Regions from separate parts of the Mus musculus genome. Here regions 1, 2, 3, 4, 6 and 7 are each linked to region 5. Evidence: chromatin contacts called from public Hi-C and promoter capture Hi-C data. All regions are on one chromosome and are shown on one strand. The core of a region is the stretch at or near the end of the contact, and the rest is flanking DNA. Distances in the headings are between cores, read along the strand shown. Region 1 holds the start of Gtf2e2 (general transcription factor II E, polypeptide 2 (beta subunit)). Region 2 holds the start of Lonrf1 (LON peptidase N-terminal domain and ring finger 1). Region 3 overlaps Gm35520 (a long non-coding RNA gene). Region 4 holds the start of Purg (purine-rich element binding protein G). Region 5 holds the start of Tnks (tankyrase, TRF1-interacting ankyrin-related ADP-ribose polymerase). Region 6 holds the start of Ppp2cb (protein phosphatase 2 (formerly 2A), catalytic subunit, beta isoform). Region 7 holds the start of Ubxn8 (UBX domain protein 8).

What was found. Promoter capture Hi-C pulls out the DNA fragments that hold promoters and counts their contacts. Hi-C and Micro-C count contacts between places; a contact is called where the count stands out from the background. Capture Hi-C pulls out chosen DNA fragments and counts their contacts.
Region 1: a contact with region 5 is called in a Hi-C map of B cells, with 7 read pairs. The contact joins the promoter of Gtf2e2 here to the promoter of Tnks in region 5. A contact is called at or near these places in 4 of 39 promoter capture datasets (the C10 cell line, the HPC-7 cell line, HPC-7-derived erythroid cells and 2 more), 2 of 484 Hi-C or Micro-C datasets (B cells and regulatory T cells) and 2 of 9 other capture datasets (adipose tissue and liver).
Region 2: a promoter capture Hi-C map of pre-B cells shows a contact between it and region 5, with 2.7 times the contacts expected there. The contact joins the promoter of Lonrf1 here to the promoter of Tnks in region 5. A contact is called at or near these places in 3 of 39 promoter capture datasets (the C10 cell line, the HPC-7 cell line and pre-B cells), 2 of 484 Hi-C or Micro-C datasets (CD8 T cells and embryonic stem cells), 2 of 115 datasets of contacts at active chromatin or transcription factors (astrocytes and extraembryonic endoderm stem cells) and 2 of 9 other capture datasets (adipose tissue and liver).
Region 3: a Hi-C map of the G1E-ER4 cell line shows a contact between it and region 5, with 10 times the contacts expected there. The contact joins the enhancer-like site here to the promoter of Tnks in region 5. A contact is called at or near these places in 1 of 39 promoter capture datasets (pre-B cells), 1 of 484 Hi-C or Micro-C datasets (the G1E-ER4 cell line) and 1 of 115 datasets of contacts at active chromatin or transcription factors (pro-B cells).
Region 4: a contact with region 5 is called in a Hi-C map of muscle stem cells, with 4 times the contacts expected there. The contact joins the promoter of Purg here to the promoter of Tnks in region 5. A contact is called at or near these places in 4 of 39 promoter capture datasets (the HPC-7 cell line, fetal liver, hematopoietic stem and progenitor cells and 1 more), 5 of 484 Hi-C or Micro-C datasets (CD4 T cells, erythroblasts, muscle stem cells and 2 more) and 2 of 9 other capture datasets (adipose tissue and liver).
Region 6: a contact with region 5 is called in a Hi-C map of muscle stem cells, with 4 times the contacts expected there. The contact joins the promoter of Ppp2cb here to the promoter of Tnks in region 5. A contact is called at or near these places in 2 of 484 Hi-C or Micro-C datasets (CD4 T cells and muscle stem cells).
Region 7: a promoter capture Hi-C map of liver shows a contact between it and region 5, with 3 times the contacts expected there. The contact joins the promoter of Ubxn8 here to the promoter of Tnks in region 5. A contact is called at or near these places in 1 of 39 promoter capture datasets (pre-B cells), 1 of 484 Hi-C or Micro-C datasets (CD4 T cells) and 1 of 9 other capture datasets (liver).

The regions. Positions count from the first base shown.
Region 1 is chr8:33,730,618-33,733,579 of GRCm38.p6, reverse strand. Gtf2e2 (general transcription factor II E, polypeptide 2 (beta subunit)) reads right to left here and starts at 1,513. Exons shown (of 8, transcript NM_026584.3): 1 at 1,451-1,513. It overlaps 1700104B16Rik (a long non-coding RNA gene), which reads left to right and starts at 1,093. Exons shown (of 2, transcript XR_004691281.1): 1 at 1,093-1,791; 2 at 2,503-2,962.
Region 2 is chr8:36,248,086-36,250,873 of GRCm38.p6, reverse strand. It overlaps Lonrf1 (LON peptidase N-terminal domain and ring finger 1), which reads left to right and starts at 1,515. Exons shown (of 12, transcript NM_001081150.2): 1 at 1,515-2,307. The coding sequence starts at 1,620. All of the region lies in intron 1 of Gm35712 (a long non-coding RNA gene), which reads right to left.
Region 3 is chr8:36,192,842-36,195,767 of GRCm38.p6, reverse strand. Gm35520 (a long non-coding RNA gene) reads right to left here. Exons shown (of 4, transcript XR_870363.2): 3 at 1-1,071. Among named protein-coding and RNA genes, the nearest start is that of Gm35520, 5.8 kb to the right of the region's middle. Within about 2 kb of position 1,522, at least 45 of the 459 cell types and tissues checked have an H3K27ac peak or open chromatin away from gene starts, as enhancers often do. A contact at or near this core is called in the G1E-ER4 cell line, where this site is marked.
Region 4 is chr8:33,384,466-33,387,167 of GRCm38.p6, reverse strand. Purg (purine-rich element binding protein G) reads right to left here and starts at 1,326. Exons shown (of 2, transcript NM_001382855.1): 1 at 1,105-1,326; 2 at 1-838. The coding sequence starts at 832. It overlaps Wrn (Werner syndrome RecQ like helicase), which reads left to right and starts at 1,641. Exons shown (of 34, transcript NM_011721.4): 1 at 1,641-1,826.
Region 5 is chr8:34,964,438-34,967,388 of GRCm38.p6, reverse strand. Tnks (tankyrase, TRF1-interacting ankyrin-related ADP-ribose polymerase) reads left to right here and starts at 1,699. Exons shown (of 27, transcript NM_175091.3): 1 at 1,699-2,375. The coding sequence starts at 1,724.
Region 6 is chr8:33,598,022-33,600,985 of GRCm38.p6, reverse strand. Ppp2cb (protein phosphatase 2 (formerly 2A), catalytic subunit, beta isoform) reads right to left here and starts at 1,365. Exons shown (of 7, transcript NM_017374.3): 1 at 968-1,365. The coding sequence starts at 1,069.
Region 7 is chr8:33,640,534-33,643,543 of GRCm38.p6, reverse strand. Ubxn8 (UBX domain protein 8) reads left to right here and starts at 1,568. Exons shown (of 8, transcript NM_178648.2): 1 at 1,568-1,694. The coding sequence starts at 1,607.

The DNA of each region.
Region 1 (2,962 bases), core at 264-2,763, 1.2 Mb after region 5:
TGATCCAAAGGGATTTAAAAAAAAAAAAAAGCACTCATATGGAAAACTCACTGTGAACTTTATGTAAGAAGAGTCGAAGAGTCCCTGGTCTAAGAGTAAAACATCTGCTCCTCCCAGTTTCAATTCCTAACATTTGAGCAAATAATCTACAGAACTGCTCTAAATGTAGTTTCCTCCTAGGTCTGGGGAATGGGGCACTATCAGTGTTGTACATACTTGGCTCAACTCTAAAAGTGAGGAAGTATTTATGAAAGATTTTTTTTCAAGAGTAATTGTTATTTTGGTTGTATTAGGTAAGAAATTAACATTAACTTAATATGCAAGTGAGAGAGGTATGAGTAGGGAAAGCATGAAAATAAGAAAAAATTCACAACGTGAGAAGACTGAGGAAACAGGCAGTTTGCAACTCCTAAAACAGGAACATTTTACTTCATAAGGTCAGATGACTAATCTGGACGTCAAATAAAGACTTTAGGACAGATCAAACCTGTACAACTTAGAAAAACCTAACTACATAATGCCCACAAGTCTGAAAGACTAAGCATTAGTGCTATGGCTAATTTTAACACATAAAACCTGAATAGAAGTGGCACAACTAAGTAAGAAGTCATGTGTCCCAGCCCTGGAACCCTAGCAAAGCTTTCTGAAATAAGAGAGACCTCTCTATATGATGATACCAACAAAGGCACCCAGAGCAAGCGGTTTACTCTCCGGAGTTCCAACTAACTTTTCCTCCTTTTGCAACCAACATCTGTACTGCAGTGCACATCTTAGGGCTAACCTGGGTGGTAAAGAAACTATATCCACGTCTACTTTACATTAATCTGGTCAATCAAAAGCCCCGAACAGGATGTTACGACCGAGAGCTGGTACGTTTCACGGTGGATAGCTACCGGAAAACTAACATTTCAAATCTTCAGGCTCCACTGTCCAGTTCTTTCCTACCCCAGAATCTGCAATCTTCCAGCAGCCTGTCTGTCTACTCTGTCTCTCGCTTCACGGCTCGCCCCCGAGTACCGGAGCACATCAGGAAAACGGAGCGCAGAGTTCGATCGGGAAAATACCTCTCGACTCCTCCGAAAACTCACAACCTCAAAAAGTTTAAAGCAGCATTAGAAAAGCCAGTCGGGAGGGGACGCCATGGTGGTCCCCCCAACTCCACACAGGGATGAGCTCGGCTGCTGTGGTTGTGGCCAAGAAGCGGTCGGCACCATCCGCTCGCCCACCCGGAATCCTTCCCGCTTTCCAACCCGAAAGTTTGCTGTATGGACGTCCGGCCTAAAAGACAATGCTGGCTGGGGCGAGCCCCTCCTCTCGGGGGCTCGGCTTTGGAGAACGGCTCGGCGGCGTGGCGTCCACGCGCGCGTCCCCTCGGAAGACGCGTCCCGCTTCGGGGCAGCCGAGTCCCACGCGGGACTCGTCCCCCTTCGCCCGCCGCCGCAGTCCCTACCTCAGCGCCCGCAGCCCGCGCCGCCTCCCAGCCTCCGCCTCGGCCGCACGCACGCACGCACTCACGCACGCACACACCCGCCCACCGCGGGCCCGCTTCCCGCCCCCCGCCGCCGTCGCGGCGCGCACGCCCAACACGGACCTGCCAAGGGGGTCGAACCCGAGGCGGCCGTGGTGGTGGCGTTGGCGACACAGCCCCGGCCCCGCCCTCCACTTCCTGGTGCGGCGGCTAGGACGCTCGCTCCCAGCAACCACCGCGACGCCGCTCCGAAAAGGCGCCTGCGTCACGGCGTGCTCCGCCCCGAGTTTCCATGACGACCGGAGCGCGCTCAAAGGCTGCCGGTAGCCACGTTTACTCTACCAGCTCTGCTCTAGGGAAGAACGGAAAGCCGCTTTTCTTGGCACAAAGTCGGAGCAGCTCCTTCAGCCGGCTCTGGAGTCTAACCCAACCGGCAACATTACCAATAAATCTGTCATATTTTTTGGAGGGTGGGTGGTTTTGGTTATTTGAGACAAGGTCTTCCTGTGTTGCCCTGATTGGCCTGGAACTTGAATTAAAGTTGCAGAGATCGTTCTGCCTCGGCCTACCAAGTGCTGCTCCATGCCAAGCTTTTTTATTTTATTTCAAATACCACTCACCAGAACCACCTTTAACAAGTGGCGGGGGGCTTGGGGGTGGGAGGGACAGTCTAGCAAAGGCAAACTCAACATAGAATTCAACTTCTGGACTTCAACCTCAAAACTTACAGCTCAGCTTCTGCGCTTCGAACACCGGCTCTTTTCATACCTGTGACCTGTCTTTGATTTTTTGGGGGACAATATAAGATGTGGGTGCGATATTTGGCAACAACAACAAATAATAATAATTGGCCCATCCTGCACCCTACAACTATCCTTGTTTGTACAGCCTAATCCAGTATTTAAATATCCCATAGCTGTAGTTTATTAGTACTAATTACTTTGGGTCTTAGTTTTGTATGTCCCGCCCCCCCCCCAACATAGGATACTAGTGATGATGCAGAAACTAACTTTGTATAACTAAATTTTTGTCAGGTCCAAAGGAGAGTCCAATTCTTCAAACTTCAAATGACAGTCCGAAGATCCACTAGTTAACTTAATCTGGACTATACGAGGAGTTCTAACAACTGACAAAAGACGGCGGCATTCCTCCGGAACTTGTGAAGCTCTAGTTTCTGTCTAGGAAAATGACTCATTTCCCTTTCCTCCAGCAAAAGTGACTTATGGCTCTCCAATTAACATGTCAGCACAAGGTGCAAGCCCGGCAGCCTCCAGACTCCCTCAGTCCCTACAAGCACTTATACATTTCAAAGCCTGCTCACCAGTCCCCTGGCCCTTCCCACCCGCCCACCGATTACTCATTCTTCTTGTTCACTCTTCTCCGCTCCTGCTGCTGCTTTTCTCAATAAGCTTCCCCTATTTTCTATCAGTGGCCATTTTCCCGTTTCTTGTAGACAGTCCTGGCAAAGCCCAGTCTGCTACACATGGTCAATCT
Region 2 (2,788 bases), core at 266-2,765, 1.3 Mb before region 5:
TTCCAAAGCTACACATACAAGGTAAACACCATTGCCCATGTAACTTAGATTTAAGGTTCTCCTCATAACCAATTCTCCGTGCTCCCCAGATGAGAAGGAGGTGCTCCCTGCCTGGCTGCACCTTGCTTCCGGACTGTCTGGAACAGGAGCCCGGGATTTTGCTTTTGTTTTTAAGTCAACTCTTCTTTCTCTAGCCCTTTGTTCCTGTGCCCTCTTTCTTTTCTGAGGTTTGCTTATTGTGTAGCAGAAAGACGCTTTCAAACCTTTGTCACCTGTTCTGTGTAAGCAGGATCTCGTGTGTTTGCAGACCTCGTGTAAAAAAAATTGAAGAAAGATAACTGTTGATTAAACATTATATACGATATTATCACCGTGAGAAGATCTTAAAATCTCTTTGTAATACTGACTGTATGATTTCAGACAAATATATTTCCTTTCCTGTTACCAAGTATTTGAAAAAGAACCAAAAGCCTTAAATCTCTTCCTACATTTTCCACCCAGTACTCTGTAATCAAACCTATAAATATTTCCATTGAGAATATTAAACTGGATGCTGTCACATTTAAAGGAACTAGAATCCATTACATACGAGCCAAACTGTCTTCAGTCGACAAAGCTGCGGAATGCTTGCATTGTAGTGATCTGGTTTCTGCCACAGGGAAAATGTTTTTCTTCTATATTCTCATTTAAAAACCTTTAAGCAACTGTGGGTTCGTGTGTATGAAGGTTGTGGAGCCCATCTGAGGAACCTGGAGACTTTCACTCTCTAAGGTGTGCTTTGTTTATTTAATAGTTTAATGGGGGGGGTTGGTGTATTGCACTTTTTAAATTAAAATTTAAAGGTCACTCACAAAGTATCGGGCTTCTTTTGGACAGTTCATTTCTTCGTTTGAACTCTTAATAAACTTTATCACAAGTCAGCACTAACCAAAGGAAGTGGTCTCTGGACGTGGAATGTGTGTGTGTATAAAGTTGGCAGATTTCAGTTTTAAGTCTCAAAGTAATCACACCGTGCATTCACAATCCCTTTGCCTGTTCTGGCCGGCCGTAACCCAGGGCATCTAGACCCACCCAAAGTTTCCTTTCTATGGCCAGGAGGAGTCGGAGTACCTACTCAGGTGCTGCAGGTTTGGGGTCACAGCACTGCTGGTGCACATACGAACTGCACAGCGCCCAAGTTATAGGCCTGGGGATGGACCTCGGTTACAAGAGGTGTCAGCTCGAAGGCCGCCCAGGAGACTTCGGGCTTTGTTCAGTCACGAGCCAAGCCCTCCTCGTCAGAGAAGCCAATTAGATCCCCGCTGGGGATCATCTGATCTCACGTCCCTCTCCAGGAGGGGCTCAGAAAGGGCGGGACCAGCCGGCCAGCTCTGGTGAACTAGGAGGCCGGCCGCATGTCGGGAGGCCGGGCGCAGAAGCCAAGGCCCGCCCCGCTCCGCCTCGCTAAGCCTCGCCCCTCCTCTGTAGGCCCCGCCCCCAGGGGCTCCCCGGGCGCGCGCCGCCCCGCCATGTCCGCGCGCCACGCCCCCCTGCTCGCCGGCCGCGTGCGGAGCCGCGCGCCCCGGAGGTTCCCGGACCGTGGCGGCGGGCGGCGGCGGCAGAGCAGCCCTGTGCGGGCCATGTCTTCTCCGGCCGTGGCGAGGGCGTCCCCGGGCGGGAATCGGGAGGCGTCCGGCGGACCGCGGAGCCGGAACGGGCCGTGGGAAGTGGGCGGCGGCGGCGAGCGGTTGGAGCGCGCGGGCGCGGAGTCGGGGCGCTGGGAGCTTCTGCTCCGCCGCGGAGAGCTGCTGGCGCTGGGCGGCCACCTGAAGGGAGCGCTGGAGGCGTTCGCGGCTGCGCTGCGCCGCGGGGCCCCGGCCAGGCCCGAGCGCCTCGGGTCGCTAGTGGACTGCCTGGTGTTCAGCTACCGGCTCCGCCACGGGCTGCGCTGGAGCGCGGCACCCGCGGCGGGCGCGGCCGGGCTGCTCAGCTGCCTGAGCTGCCGGGGCTTCCTAAGCGAGCCGGTGACCGTGCCGTGCGGCCACAGCTACTGCCGCCGTTGCCTACGGAGGGAGCTGCGCGCCCGCTGCCGCCTGTGCCGGGACCGCCTGCCACCCGCCGCCGCCGCCTCGGAGGGGACCCCGCGGCCGCCGCCCCTGGCCGCCGCCATCGCCGACTTCCGAACCAGCGTCGTGCTCAACCACCTGGCGGAGAAGTGGTTCCCGGGCCAGCGCGAGCGCGCGCGGGCGGCCGGCCGCCTCGGGGAACTGCTGCACGAAGGGCGCTACCGGGAGGCCCTGGCCGCCGCCTGCGACGCCCTGCGAGCAGGTGATGCGGGGCTGCGGTGTGGGGCCGGGCGAGCGGGGATCACGAGTGTGGGAGGGGGCGGCGCCCCGGGGTGCTTCGGTCACGGTGGGGATCGCCTGGGAGCTGCAAGTGACGCGGCGCGGGGAGGGGCGCGGATGCGAGGTTCCCTCGTGCGCGCGCCCAGCGGGGACCTGGGGCCGCGGAGCTTGGGCGCGGGGTGGGTGGGGGCCGCAGGCTTCCCTCAGTACTCTGGCCGGGAGCCCCAGCCGGGGTGGGGGCGAGCATCCCCGGGCTTGGCGGGAGCTCGGGGGATACCGTGTCTACCTTGGTCGTGCACTAAAGTCACCGGGGCAATTAGAAGCCGCGGGAGGGCAGAATTGCATAAGCTGGGTGGGGGGGCGTTGTGTAACGGGTGACGTTCAGTGGGCGTGGCGGGAGCCCGGCGCGGGCACCGGCATCGGGAGGCCCAGCGACGGCCCAACTCCGAGTTGGTGGCCGGCTG
Region 3 (2,926 bases), core at 273-2,772, 1.2 Mb before region 5:
CCATTCCTAAGGATATATCTGTCGCCAGCAAGGATTCATTCAGCTGAGCTCTTGGCAGTACCCAATTTAGGACTTTCGTTCATTTGTTCGTTTTTCTTATTTTTGGATTGTTTCTTAGCCTGGTGAGTGATGAAGAGTGACATCATAACTCTGCTGGAATCCTTGATTTGGGAAACAATGTGTAACATGCAGGAAAATCCCAAGTAGTCAACAGGAGAGAAGGGAGAAGGTTTTAAAAAAATAATAAGAATTTCATAGGCACTTTGTAAAATTCAGGGCTTCTGCTCTCTGAAAACTGTCAGCATGCAGAGTTCAGACAGTAATAGCATGGATCCTAGTTGGAACGGCTCACTCCCGTTTCTTTGTATGCTTCAAGTGGACTCCCCATACCTTTCCTGTCCTTGACTTCATACCTATGTTAAGCAGCCCTTGGAATATGGCCTGCCCCGATCAAACTCATCAATAGACTCTAAAAGCTGCTTTGGGTCATTTTTTCAGCTTTGATTATAGTGTTCAGCCTTGAGAAGTGTGAACATTTTGATCAAAGAATGTAATAATATAATAATGTCACTACATTCTGTAACAATATAATAACGTCAGAATCTAACAAGATGAGCATGGGAACTTGGCTCCCAGGTCCACCTCCTTCAGGGCACACCGCACTAGGTGCCATGTGGTCTCAGGCCTCGAGAATTTACTCACTGTTTTAGGGTTTCTCTGATTGCACATAGCAAGTCAGACACAGAATTTCATCCTACAAGGTAAAGATGAATTAATAATAGCCTATACTTTCAGGGGGCTGGTGAGGTTTTTTTTCTTACCCCCTCGGGATTACTCTTGTGGCCTAATGAGCAGGGTTCTCACTGCTTGTCCAGCTGATCTCGATAATCAGCACACATTGGTGTTTGCCATATGTAGAGCACTCCAGATAATATCTTCCTTAACATGCAGGTAGCTGGTGAAGAGTCGATGATGTGCTCCACCATGAATGTGGAGGTACCCTTCTGTTTGGCATCTCGGTGATACCTGGACTCCCTTTGGTCCAGCATCATTGATGATTTCATATTTAGGCTAGAGGATAGAGGAAAAGATGAGAGTTCAACGGCACATATACACTATGTCTTTATCTTTACACACACACACACACACACACACACACACACACACACACACACACACACACCATACATAGGCCTTTGTGGTGTCTCTACAAACATGTCTGTGAATCTCTGGACCATCCATTAAGAAGTGTCTCATATATGCCCTCCTTTTGAATCCGTGCATTTCTTTGCAAATGATGATGTGAGACTTGCAGGGTAGGGAGAACATGAAAACATTGTCTGGTTCTTTTATGACAGTCATGCTGGGACTCTTGAGTCATGAAGAAGTAAACTGTGATGTACCCACAAACCAGATCTTGTAAGAAGTGATGTCTCCCAGAGATAAGATCAGATGGAGGATATCTATCAGGAAGAGTGAAACTTGAAAGAGCTAAGTCATTTCCTGTGTTCACCTTCACCTCATCTTGGCCCTTGCCTATTGGATGGTGCCATGTCACACACGTCTCTCTCTCATGTATCAGGCCTCTCTAGAGATACCCTCACAGACACACTAGGTTGCTAATCCTCTAGGTATCTCTAACTTAGTCCAATTGACAGGGTTAACTGTCACATGAATCCTTTCAGAAATTGTGTTTGTCTCCAAGACTACATATGTGGACGTCTTTAAAAATAGACAACTACTAAGCCAGGCATAGTGGCACATGCCTTTCATCCCAGCACTAGGAAGACAGAGGCAGGCAGATCTGTGTGCATCAGAGGCCAGCCTGGACTACAGAGTGAATTCCAGGATAGCCAGAGCTCTTAGTGAGACCCTGTCTTGAAAAGACAAAACTAACCGAACAACCAAACAAAGACAATGGAGCAAATGATGCCAATAAAGTCCCTTGGTTCTACATGTACAGGAGCAAGAAGACAGAGCTAACTCCTTGCCAATCTGTTCTCCAGCTGGAACATTGCTATATAGCCATTACTGCCATCTGTTGGTAGCAAAGTTAATATGTTTCTGTTCTGGAAATTAGCTGTGCTCCAGCAATGGCTTGAAAACAATGGGTTTTGTAAGCACTGGTGCGTCTATATATAACGACACAGCTTTGGCGAGCAGTCAGCTTTTAGGAGACACTGTGGGGGTATGAGTCACTGTTTCATAAGCACCAATTGTCTGCATTTAGTCATGCGTATAGCTGATTTTGAAGTAATTGTGTTTTTGTAGAAATAACATTTTAGGAGTCAAATGAGCCTTAGAAACTTTACTTAACATAGTTAGACAATTTCAGACAGATGGCAATCCCTTGCTCTTTTTTGATGGAAGGAATATTTTATTTATAGCATGTAATTCCTGAATGAACTTTCATCCTGATGATATCTTTCCTAGTCATTATCCATTGTCTCTGCTACTGTTGAACATAAGTGAGTCTGAAATTACTCTAGAACGTTCTTTCCTTAACAGCATCCTTTTCTGATTTAGTAATTCCTCAAAATGATCTCATTTCTCTCGGGAGGCTTATGTCCTTCCTTCCCACTGTCCCCACAGGGGGTCCCAACATCATCATGTCATAATTGTGTTATGTTTATGTATTAGTTACATCTCCTCTTTCTAAATTGTAAGACAGAAGTAGGGTGATGTATCACTTCTGCATCCCCAGATCCTACCCCAGGGCCTTATACACATTTAAGAAATAACCCTGGAGATAATTGAAGAACCAGACTGTGTTCATTTTAGGCTTCAAAGGCATCTTATAAAATACAAACTAGGTTCTTCTTGTTTATGATTAAATCTCTGTTTCTCAAGGATCGGGCTATGCTCTGCCTGTAACCTTAACTACGAACAATTCTGTACTGCATGTTCTGGTAATGGCAATCATGCC
Region 4 (2,702 bases), core at 77-2,576, 1.6 Mb after region 5:
AGAACCTTTTATTGTCCACTCTGAAAGAGGTCCCCTCTGGGAGTTCAAGTGGGTCGTCGTCTCCACACCTTCGTTCTTCTATGTCTCCTTCGCCGTAGTCTTCAATCAGCTGAACCAAGGCATCACGAAATTCAATCATACCTTGTGCTGGGAGGACAATAGTCTGATCCTGGCCCAAACTGTGGCCAAAGTAACCGATCATGCCAGTGCCCCGCATCATGGTTTGTCTAATCCTTAGGAAGCGACCTCGTTGGTTTTCCTTTAGGTCCAGGTAGTATTTCCTATTGTCCCTCTCTATATAGTCCGTTTTGAGGACACTGTGAGGATGCTCTTCTGACCCCACTGACACCGGTGGGGAGGGTGCAGAGTGCTTCTGCCGCCTCCTGGAGACTTGCTCTTTGCTCTGGCCATGCTCCTGTCTGTGGCCTTTCAGGCCCAGATGGGCATAGTGCTCGATGAAGTCGCCTAGACAGTCCTTCAGCTCTGCTGCTACCGACAGGGAGAGGGTCAGTTTACTCTTTCTGATATTGTCCTGCCGGCCTCTCCCTATCCAGACTTCGGCTATCTTTAGGAAGCGGCCCCGGGAGCTCTGCTTCACGTCTAGGTAAAACCTCTTTTTCTGGATGTCCACACGTTTGGAGGCTAGCTCCTGGATTTCGGATGTGCCCCCAGACTGATTAGGGGTGGCTGACGCGGAGTAGTGGGGGTAGTGAGAATGCTGGGCCTGGGGATAGAGTCTACTCTTGCTTAGGCCAGGGCCCCCTACATTCTTGCCTCCGCGGCCACGGCCGCCGCCGCTGCCGCCGCCTCCCCTTCGCCTGGCTCTTTCCATCTTCAGCTGCAAGTGACAAACAGACACACGGGGTGGGATGGGGGAGGGGTGTTGAGAACAATCGCAGACGCCCCTGGGTCCGCACTGCCCCCGCTGCCGCCGCCCGGAACCCCTACTCTGGCCCGGCTCTCGCGCTCCGGCCTCGGCCGGCTCCGCACCGCGCACACAGCATCCCCTCTGCCGCCCCAGGCCTCCCGCTCCGATTCCCGTACGCTGCCAGCCGCCCAGCTCCGGCTCGGCAGCCCCGGGGGTCCCAGCCAGCCGACACTCACATCATCTCCGTCACCGATGCCCTTCACGACCACCGCCGCCGCCGCCGCCAGCTCTCGGCCCCTCCGCCGCCGCCCCCCGCCTCCTTCCCCGCCGCCGCCGCCGCCGCCGCGCGCTCTGCCCCCCGCCGGAGCAGCGGGGCAGGGGCATCGCCTGCGGCGCCCACCGCCGCCGCCGCGCCTCCTGCGGCCGCTGCCTGGATTCGGGCACCGGCCCGACGCCGCGGGGAGGGCGGGAGGGAGGCGGGGAGCTGCCTGAGGGGCCGGGCTTGGGACCCCGCCTCCCCAGCCGCGCTAGCGGAAAGACGGGGGACTCGGGCTCTGCCTCCGGGCGCGCCCTGACGGCAGACAGCGCGCGGGGACCCGGCGTGCGAGAGAGCCGGCAGGAGAGGTGGCGGGAGGGTTGTGATTTCCCGCGACTCACCCGCACCTGCGTTGAGACTACATTTCCCAGCGTGCCCAGCGGCCGTCAGCTCTGAGCATGCGTGCTGCGCGGGGTGGCTGCGGTGGGTGGGAGGGCGGCGCGGCTGGGAGAGGTTGGGCGGGGCCGCGGGCGGAGTGCAGGGAAGGGCAGTCGCCAGACCAGAAGTGCACCGAGGCGCCCGTTGGTATAAAGTTAGTAAATGTGAGGCCTCTCTCGATGCCTGGGTCCTGGGCTTTGGTTCTCAGTCCTCCATAAATCATCCTGCTGGAGGAGAAGACCCTTAGATCTGGCTCTTCTCAGGGTAACGTGCCTTCCCCGCTTTTGCCTCTCCCCTTTGCGTACCCTGGGCTATATCTACGCATCTCGGACGCTTGTTTCTCTCTCCCACGAGGCTTTCTCTTGGGGTTGTGTTGGGGAGATTCTTGGAAAGGGAGCCTTGCCTCCTTTCTCCTTCAGATCCCCTGGAAAGGGGCCTCGGAGCCACAGGCCTCCTCTGGTCCCGTCAGTGGGCTTTCCCGCCTCTTCCGCCCCAGCTGCTGTTTATAGCGCTTCGGAGGCAGAGGTAACTGAGTCCGGGGAGGCAACCGACTTTCCACTACTGAGCAAATTGTTTTGGACCTCTTAAGGTTAAGTCATTGTACTAATGAGCATTTGGTCTTGTTGAATATGACTCGTTCTCCCATAGACCTGATATGTAAAAACCTGGAGAGCAAAAAACTCTTTAGGATGCTAATCCAGAGTCCCCAAATAACAAATTTCAGCCTTATTTTTCCCTTTGGTTTTATTGAGACCCGGCTTCTCTTCTGTAGCCCCTCACACTTTTAGCCCAGGCTGTCCTCGAACTCAAGAGAGTACGGCCTACCCTGTCATGCCCTCTTGATCTTTTATTAGAGATTGTATGCAAAGCCTGCGGCGTATAGGGCAGTTTGGTACTCGATGTCGTTGTATACTAGTTGTCCCCTGTGTCTCCTCTTGCTTTGAGGATGGAACCCCAGACTGGGACCACTCACCTGCTTGATACAGCGCTCTTCAATTGAATGGCATCCCAGCTCTGCTAATTCAGCATATAATTGTTGAGCGCTGCTGAGATAACAAAATGAATGAAACAGAAAATTTACCCATTTTTGAGCTCACAATTTAGCGGAAAGAGATACACAAAATGCCAAGTGCAGTATTG
Region 5 (2,951 bases), core at 450-2,949:
GCTAACCTTGTGGGACTGAGCAACTACTAGACGCTTGGACTTCCCATTCACAGCTGCCCATTGTTGGGTTAGTTGGACTACAGACTGTAAGTCATTACAATAAATTCCCTTATATAGAGACATTCCATAAGTTCTGTGACTCTAGAGAACCCAGACTAATACACAGAGTGAGAAAACTTACAGGGAAAACTCTCACCAGACTATGAGAGTTTGTGCAGCCGATTGCCACGAACGCCAAGGAGCAGAGACAGGACAGATTTTTGAACTGCTCTTTTCAAAGTGTCTGTAATCTGAGAGGACAGGATTAACATTTTAGAGACTTGCTTTACCTGTTGTCTCTGCGCTAGCAAAGCAGAAGAAAGAAGTCAGTCATTCCAGAGTACGGCCACGTCTCTCATGTCATGTGGTCTGCTCAGTCTCCGAGATTCTCGTCTGGTGCTCCCCCTCCCCCACCCCGCTCCCCCATTGCTCATTCCTGTCCCTTCTTATTCTCTGTCTAGTTAGGTTTGCATACTCCCAATGCCAGTGAGTCTTGCATGCCTCTCAGAGCATCCTTAGTCAGATTTAACTCTGAAGAGACAAACCAAGCGGTGTGTCCTCCTGACCCACTAGCATAGTTGCGGCCATTTTGTTCCATGCTTGCCAGCTATTTCATATTGTTGCTGTAATATGCCTACCAGCCTTTGACATAGAAAAATAGTTTGACTCAGAGAAGGGTCATGCTGGTCACATCCCCTGTTATGTTCTGTATGTCCTGAGGTTTGTTAATCTTAAGGAATTCCACAAAGCTTTACATAGGGCCCATCAAATTAAAGGTCATTATGAACTGTTATGTCAAAAATGGCTTAAATCAGACCTGATCACCTGGCAGAACTTCCTGCACCTGAGAAAGATCTCATTGTCGTTTGTGTGTGTGTGTTTTCCTTTATAAGCTGACAGAAAAAGATAATGTAGTTCAGATAATTCTGAGCTATGTCCATGATCTAATCAGTATTAGGGTATAAATTCAATAATCCGACTCTCAGACCCCAACACTGAGCTATTGACAGTGTGTATGTGCATGGATTCCTTTCTCCGGTATTAAGTACAAATGCTCTTAGAGAATAAAGTTCCCTTATCCTTCCCTCCTGTCCCGTGTCAGAATGAGACGTAAGAGACAGTACAAAGAGACAGTAAGGTGGAGAGATATCTAACACTGCATTTAAAAATATTCCCAATGTGCTAATTATAATTATTCTTCAGAGCGTTTGTATGCATTAGCTCACTTCATTCCTGCAAACAACTTTGTGAGGTGGGTACTATTAATTCCATTTTCGGACGAGGACGTTTGGTAGATGTTTGCATAAGTTACACTTTAATAGCTTCTTCTGAAGGGAGACACCGCAGACTGACGGGTACCCGAGGGAAGACTGAAGCCGACCGAAGCAATCCCGCAGAAAGTGAAGGAAGGCAGAAGTTTCTCAGACAGGTAGTGGCTCACCACAACTTTCAAATCTGCCCAGCCAGCCCGCCAGGGCGTCACAAAAGCCCGTCGCTCCACTACTAAGCCACGCCCCCAGGCTGGTTGTTCTCTGAGCTTCCAATACTTCCCTTCTTCTCTCGGACTCCACCCACTTCGGCAGGAATCATTTCCGGGTATGTTGGATCCCGATTGGTCCAGAATCCGGAAGTGAGGGCGGGCGGTGGCGCCGTTGCCGCAGTGACAGTACGGGGGAGTGGGAAGATGGCGGCGTCGCGTCGCTCTCAGCATCATCACCACCATCATCAGCAACAGCTCCAGCCCGCCCCAGGGGCTTCGGCTCCGCCACCGCCACCTCCCCCGCCGCTCAGCCCGGGCTTGGCCCCGGGACCCACCCCTGCCTCGCCTACGGCCGGCGGCCTGGCGCCCTTCGCCTCCCCGCGGCACGGCCTGGCGCTGCCGGAGGGGGATGGCAGCCGGGACCCGCCCGACAGGCCGCGATCTCCCGACCCGGTGGACGGCGCCGTCTGCACCGTGGCTGCTCCGGCCGCGGTCCCGGCAGCTTCCGCCGCCGTCGGGGTCGCTCCCACCCCAGCCGGCGGCGGCGGCGGCGGCGGGAACAACTCCGCGTCGTCCGCTTCTTCCCCGACTTCGTCTTCGTCTTCCTCCCCGTCCTCCCCTGGCTCGAGCTTAGCGGAGAGTCCCGAGGCGGCCGGAGTTGGCTCCACGGCAACTTTGGGAGCCGGGGCGGCGGGCCTCGGCCCGGGGGTCCCAGCCGTGAGTGGGGCCCTGCGGGAGCTGCTCGAGGCCTGTCGGAATGGGGACGTGTCCCGGGTGAAGAGGTTGGTGGACGCCGCGAACGTGAATGCCAAGGACATGGCCGGCCGAAAGTCTTCTCCCCTGCACTTCGCAGCAGGTCTGTCTGGGACTTGAGAATTGTGGTTTACGGGGTTCGGAGCGGAGGGTGGGTGATTGGACCCAGGACAAAGAAGTTACAGGTTGTTAGCAGGACTTCACCCCGAGAGCTGAAGTTTTTAGTGCATGGGTGGTGGGGACTTGGAAGCGGGGACGAGGTGTGAATTCACCCCTCAGTGTTTGCAACCGTGGTACTTCAACTTATGCAAACTCTGTGTAGCGGTCAACCCTGGATGTGGGCATGCTTAAAACTTTTTCAGTTCAGAGTGTGCCTGCCTGGGACAAGTTGCATTTGAGTCGCTTTAGGGACAGCTTTGTCGTTCGTGAGACAGTTTTGTTTTTGTTTTTGTTTTCGGCACGGTTTTGTCCCCGGAGGACAGACAGTCCCGGGCCAAAAGAAGTGTACGGTAACTCAACAAGTGTTTTAAGAATCTCTCATATTCTTAAGATACACAACGCAAGACAATGGGGTTTGTGAAACGTCACGTTTTCTATGAAGTCGACTGTCTGTTTGGAGAGACTACAGCGGGCCAGTCGGAGACAGTAGTGATAAGGGTATTGTGTGCCTTATGATAAG
Region 6 (2,964 bases), core at 116-2,615, 1.4 Mb after region 5:
ACAAACAGTTTCTGAGGGAAACACCCTTTTCTTCACGGCTCTACTAGAAGAAAGAAACTCTCCTGTGCTAAGTACTTATTCAACCCACAAAGGCCCTGGTCAACTTGAAAAGCGCACCAAGAGCCATCTATCACTCCCCACCCCAAGTAAGGAGTGCCTGTTATCAGACGGATAAACAAAATCCTTTGGTAGGATCCTAACTTCTGGGGAAAAAAATGTAGACTCTGACTTGAATACTTAGCTCCGTTACTCTCTCGCAGGGCTCTTGAACATGGGGAAGCGAGTTAGCCCACAATAAAAAAGAGGAATGAAAAAAAAAAAGACTCTAAATAAGATGATATAAGCAAAAAAAAAAAAAAAAAAAAAAAACCCAAAAACCTAGCGGTTAATAAACCAATAGATACACACACATGTCTGAAAGCTGAGAAGACACGATCAAAAAGGGATTACCTAATCCATTACCTGCAAGCTATAGCGTGGGGTCGGGAGGGATACACAGGGTTAAAAAAAAAAAAAAGGAAGTAACTTTCTGTAACGTGGCCGGTTCTAAATAGCACCTATCCCAGTTAACGTTGCCAGTAAGCACCGTTTCCAAATTCAGCACCTGCTGTCTTCTTCCTGAAAAAGACGTCCCTCTCCATAGCCACTCGGCCGCCCAGACCAGCCTTCAGTCATCTGCCTCCGCCAAACCCAGGCTGGGAGAAGGCTCGGCCTGCCATCACGCCCACTAGTGTGCAAACAAAAGCTCCTTGCACTCCGTGGATCACCTGCGAGCGATCGACGCCACACTAACCACCGCTCGGTGTTAACGACTTTCAGGGCAGTTGTCCGTGGAGCCCGGGGACTGCAGCAGCCTGGTTTTCGGGGCGTGGGGTGGGGTCCCGCACCCCGTCCCCTACTCCAGCCGGGGGCCAGGGCCCGTTTCCCCCCCCGACCCCTGCGCGCGCCTCCGCGGCGGGCCGCCTACCTTCTCGCACAGCGTCCGCACTTGGTTCTCGTTCAGCTGCTTACACTCGTTCAGCTGCTCCACCCACTGGTCCAGCTCCTTGGTGAACGCCTTGTCGTCCATGGCGGCGAGCCGCGCGTCCCCGCCGCCTCCCCCGCCGCCGGCCCCCGGCGGGACCACCGAGCCGCGGAGCGCGCAGCCCGCGCCCCGCCCAAGCCCAGCGGGCAGCCGCGGGCCCCGGCCTCCGGGAGCGCCCGCCCCGCCCGGCCCCGGCCACGCGCCTGGGGCGCGGCGAAGGGCTTACGGCTCGGAGCGCAGAGCGCGGCGCAGCTCGGCTCGGCTCCGGCCCGACGGCGCCCGCCCGCCCGCTGCCACCCGCAGGCCTCTCCGCGCTCTGGCCACGGCCCTCTCGCTCTTTCTCTTCCCTCCCTCCGGGTTTCCGTCATCGCCCCGGCATTTCCGCCGGGAAAAGGCGAGTGGGCGGCGCCGCCGGGCCCGGCGCACGAGGAGGGGAGCAGCGCCCTCGCGCGGCCCGGCGGAGAAACGGTCCCCTTGCATCCTTCCCCCGGTCCTCCTGCCCACTCTGCCCTTGGGGAATCCGGTTCTCGCCTTGGACCTCTCTCCGCACAGGGCATTGAGACTGTTGGGCTTTTCCCTCAACCTTTCACTACCCTAGAGCATGCACTAAATATTTATTGAGTAAATTTCTACTCTTAGCAGTAATTCATTGCGTAGCCTTGAATCTCAGACCCTTTCTGTCTATATCAGAAAGATAACTTTTAACAAAGGATGTATTTACGTTTATGTCACGTGTGTACAGGTGCCTTGGGAGGACAGAAGAGAGTATTGGCTCTCCAGGAGCTGGAGTTGGTGGTATATGGTGCTAGAAACCAAATTTAGGGCATCTGTAAGAGTAGCACACATTCTTCATTCTTTCTTTCTTTCTTCTTCTTCTTCTTCTTCTTCTTCTTCTTCTTCTTCTTCTTCTTCTTCTTCTTCTTCTTCTTCTTCTTCTTCTTCTTCTTCTTCTTCTTCTTCTTCTTCTTCTTCTTCTTCTTCTCCTCCTCCTCCTCCTCCTCCTCCTCCTCCTCCTCCTCCTCCTCCTCCTCCCCCCCCCCCTCCCCCTCTCCTTCCCCTCCTCTTCCTTCTTTCTTCTTTCTTCTTCTCTTGGTTTTTTTCAACACAGGGTTTCTCAGTGTAGCCTTGGCTGTCCTGGAACTCATTCTGTTGACCAGGCTGACTTCGAACTCAGAGATCCACTTGCCTCTGCCTCCCAACTGCTGGGGTTAAAGGTGTGCACCACTACCACCAAGCTGTGTTTATCCTAACCTCAGCTAATCTCTTTAAACCATGAAATGATTTTTAAATTTTTCTGTGGCCATTCCATCTTATCATTCTTTGTTGTGACTACTATGATGCCTTGGCTGTAATTAGTGATCTTTATATAACAGGGGCTAGATACCGAGACCTTTAAAGCTGTGCTCACAGACCCTATTTCCTGGGTCTGAAACATGTACGGCTGCTTCTGCTGTTCGCAAGTGCTCAACAGCGTCATGGTTCCTGAGTTGGTTTTGTCAATTTCTCAGCTTGAAGCAATCCCCAAACTGCCTCTAGCTGCAGATTTGTCATTAGTTGAAATAAGTAAGCACAAAATCTTGTCAGTTGTGTGAGTACATGGACTTTGTGAAGTAGATGATCTCCAGTTTTAGGTGGGCTCTGGGCATCACACTCAGGCTTGTAGGCAAAGTACGCTGCCCCCCAGCCATCTCTGCAGACCTTGTTTATTTTAAGACAAGGTTTCTTTTATTCCAGGCTGGCTCCCTGCTCTGGAGTTGAGGATGACCTTGAACTCCTAATCCTCCTGTCTCCACTTTCCAAATTCTGGGATTACAGGCACTGCTACCTACCACACCTCTCTCAACGATGGAGTGGGAAAAGCAGCTGCCCAGTGGTACAGCAACACTACTACAGTGCAAGGGTTGGGAGCTGACTTTATAAGTTATGAGTGAATATCGGCA
Region 7 (3,010 bases), core at 319-2,818, 1.3 Mb after region 5:
GAACTAATACATCAGAATCAGAGAAAACAGACGGAAGGGGAAGAGCCCAAGAGAGAGTGTAAGAATCAAAGCCTCATGTTGGCACACTTGGGAATGCCATAAAAACACTAAACTGGAAGCCATAATATATACACAAAGGAACTTTAGGGTAAAAGGAGGTTAAAAAAAAAAAAAAGGCAGGACTCTGACATGACATTTCAAGAGCAGGAACCTCTAAGGTTGTATTGGCCATCCACTGCTGGCCATTCAGTCTACCATCGCAAATGTTTTTCAAGTGAGCCTTCCCTGGAGAGAGAATTTACTTTTTCAAGTGGTTATCAGTTGGAGATAGTGGCTGGATTAAGGATGGGGATAGCTGTCTACTTCTTTGGGCTCTAGGAGCTTATCGGTGAAGATCCACACAGGCTCTGTGCATGCTGCCTCAGTTCACTGAGTTCACATATTTATCGATCTTTTTTGCTTTGGAGGGCCTTGTTTTCTCCGTGCCCTTCATCCCTTTTGCTCTTACTCTTTCTGCCTCTGCTCCTTTGGGGTTCCCTAAGGGGAGGGTTTCATATTCACCCATTTAGGGCTCACTGTTCCAAGGTCTTGGACGCTCCTCTGTATACTTTTTTTTTCTTTTGTTTTTTTCAATCAGGGTTTCTCTGTGCAGTCCTGGAACTCACTCTGTAGACCAGGCTGGCCTTGAACTCAGAGATCCATCTGCCACTGCCTCCCTAGTGCTGTGGTTAAAAGTGTCCGAAGTCCAAACTCCAAACCTTCACACTTTAGTCACTATCTCCTCAGGAAATTCTTCTCCACACTGCAGAACGTGGTTCTGTAGCACTCTATACAGACATTCCTATCATGGCACCAGACATCAGATAGTCTCTGTACAGGACATGTATCCCAGGGCTGAGTTTGTTTAGGACAAATTCAGTAACTTACACATACTTGGAACTTAAGCTAAACTGAAGAGCGACTGGGGGTATTGATGGTTGAGGACTTGCCAAGTTGGGAATCTTGTCAGTGGGAAGGCCCTCCATTCCTGAACTCTAAGTTACCAGAGCTGAGTCATGGAGTGGCAGGGAAGTCACTGTGAGGCCAACGTTAAGTCATAACTGTAACACGTGTAGGCATTGACAGGGAGAACAGTGAGTGGGGGGCAGGTCTAGGGAACTCTCCACGCGGGTGTGGGGCAGGAACAGGCACTAGGGAGCAGACCCCACTTTTAAGCTTCCCGCAGGACCTGTTAGGAAGAGAAGATGCTTAGTAACTAGTTAGCTAAGAACCAAACGCCCTGTTACCCCCAAGGGACACAAGGCCACCGGGCCTCGCAGCGTCAACCGCCCCTTTTAAGTCATTTCAGTCTTCTGAGCACCATCTTTTAGACCTGCACAGTCTGATAAGCCACTGTCATCGTGACCAGCCTCAGATCCACAGGACAGGGACCGTCCCAGCCGAAGGAGATGACCCGCGCCGTCTGAGCAATCGCATCCGGGCCCGCGCCCCAGCCTCAGGGCACAGCATCCTCCCTCCATTCCTCCCAGCCCGAGGCCTCCGGGGCGAGCTCGCGGAAGGCACGGCCGGAAGGGGCGGGCACTGCGCCCAGCGAGCCCTCCGCGCCATGGCTTCTCGTGGCGTCGTGGGCCTTTTCTTGCTCTCTGCTCTCCCTCTCTTGTGTCTGGAGCTCCGGCGCGGGATCCCGAGTCTCGGTAAGTGTTGCCTTTCTCCTCTCGGTGCTCCCAGCTGGAGTGTTGTCACCTGAGCGGCGCGGACCTCCGCGCGCTTTTGACTACAATCCCCAGAATCCATCGCGCCCGCCCCTCTTCCGGAACCGCCTCCATTTCCGCGGGAAAAAGTTCTCTTGATCTCTGGCCAGGGTCGGCTTGGAAAGGGACCCGAGTGAGAAGCGCAGGGACAGATAGGAACTGTTTCGCCTCTAAGAGTAATGAGAGCCGGAAGTAAATAAGCTGATAGCTGAGCCATGTTTCAGGTGAAAGCCTTTGTGTCATGATCAAGGAATGGATGAAAGGGAGTCCCCAAGTACCATTTCTGAGAATCTTATTCTAAGTCAGACCCTGTTTGCAATCTCACTCTCCACTACTGCCACAACGACTTGTAGGTACTGTTAGCCTAAAAAACAGCGCTCTGCCCCAGAGCAGGTCAGAGTTTATTTTGGAATCGAATCTAAATGTCCGTGGTGTTCTGAGAATACGGATTTGGGTTACTTCAAATTCTCGGTTCCACGGTTCCAAAAGTTTTTATTGTAACAGCCAAAAAAATGTCACAAAACACCTTAAATATATGTAGGTCCATCAGGGAGATGAGTTACAGCAACGTGTAGGAAAACCTCTCGCAGAGGGCTCAGGTGCTCACAAAATAAACTTTTGGATTGGTAGAAGGTTGTGGGCTAAGTTAATATATTGTGTAGGTTCCATGTGATAGGCATAGTTAGGTCAGGCATATAGGTGAACAATGAGTGACTATTAAGTGGGCTAATTAAAGCCCATAATAATCCATGGTTAGGCTCTGGACCTGCAACATTTGAACCATTCCATAGTCTAAAAAGTTCTTATCAGTTAATCACCTTCTGTAGAACATAAAAGTAAGGGGATACTTGAGTTTACAGTACTGTTAAAATCTTTACATTTGAGAGCACTGTGATTTATTGAGGACGATCAGTGACTAATTGGAGGTGGTTTTGATTTTTTTTTAAGATTTATTTATTATATGTAAGTACACACAGTAGCTGTCTTCAGACACACCAGAAGAGGGCGTTAGATCTCATTATGAATGGTTGTGGGCCACCATGTGGTTGCTGGGAATTGAACTTAGGACCTTTGGAAGAGCAGTCAGTGCTCTTAACTGCTTAGCCATCTCTCCAGCTCTTTCCTTTCTTTTTCTTTCTTTCTTTCTTTCTTTCTTTCTTTTCTTTTCTTTTCTTTTCTTTTCTTTTCTTTTCTTTTCTTTTCTTTTCTTTTCTTTTCTTTTCTTTTCTTTTCTTTTCTTTTCTTTTCTTTTCTTTTCT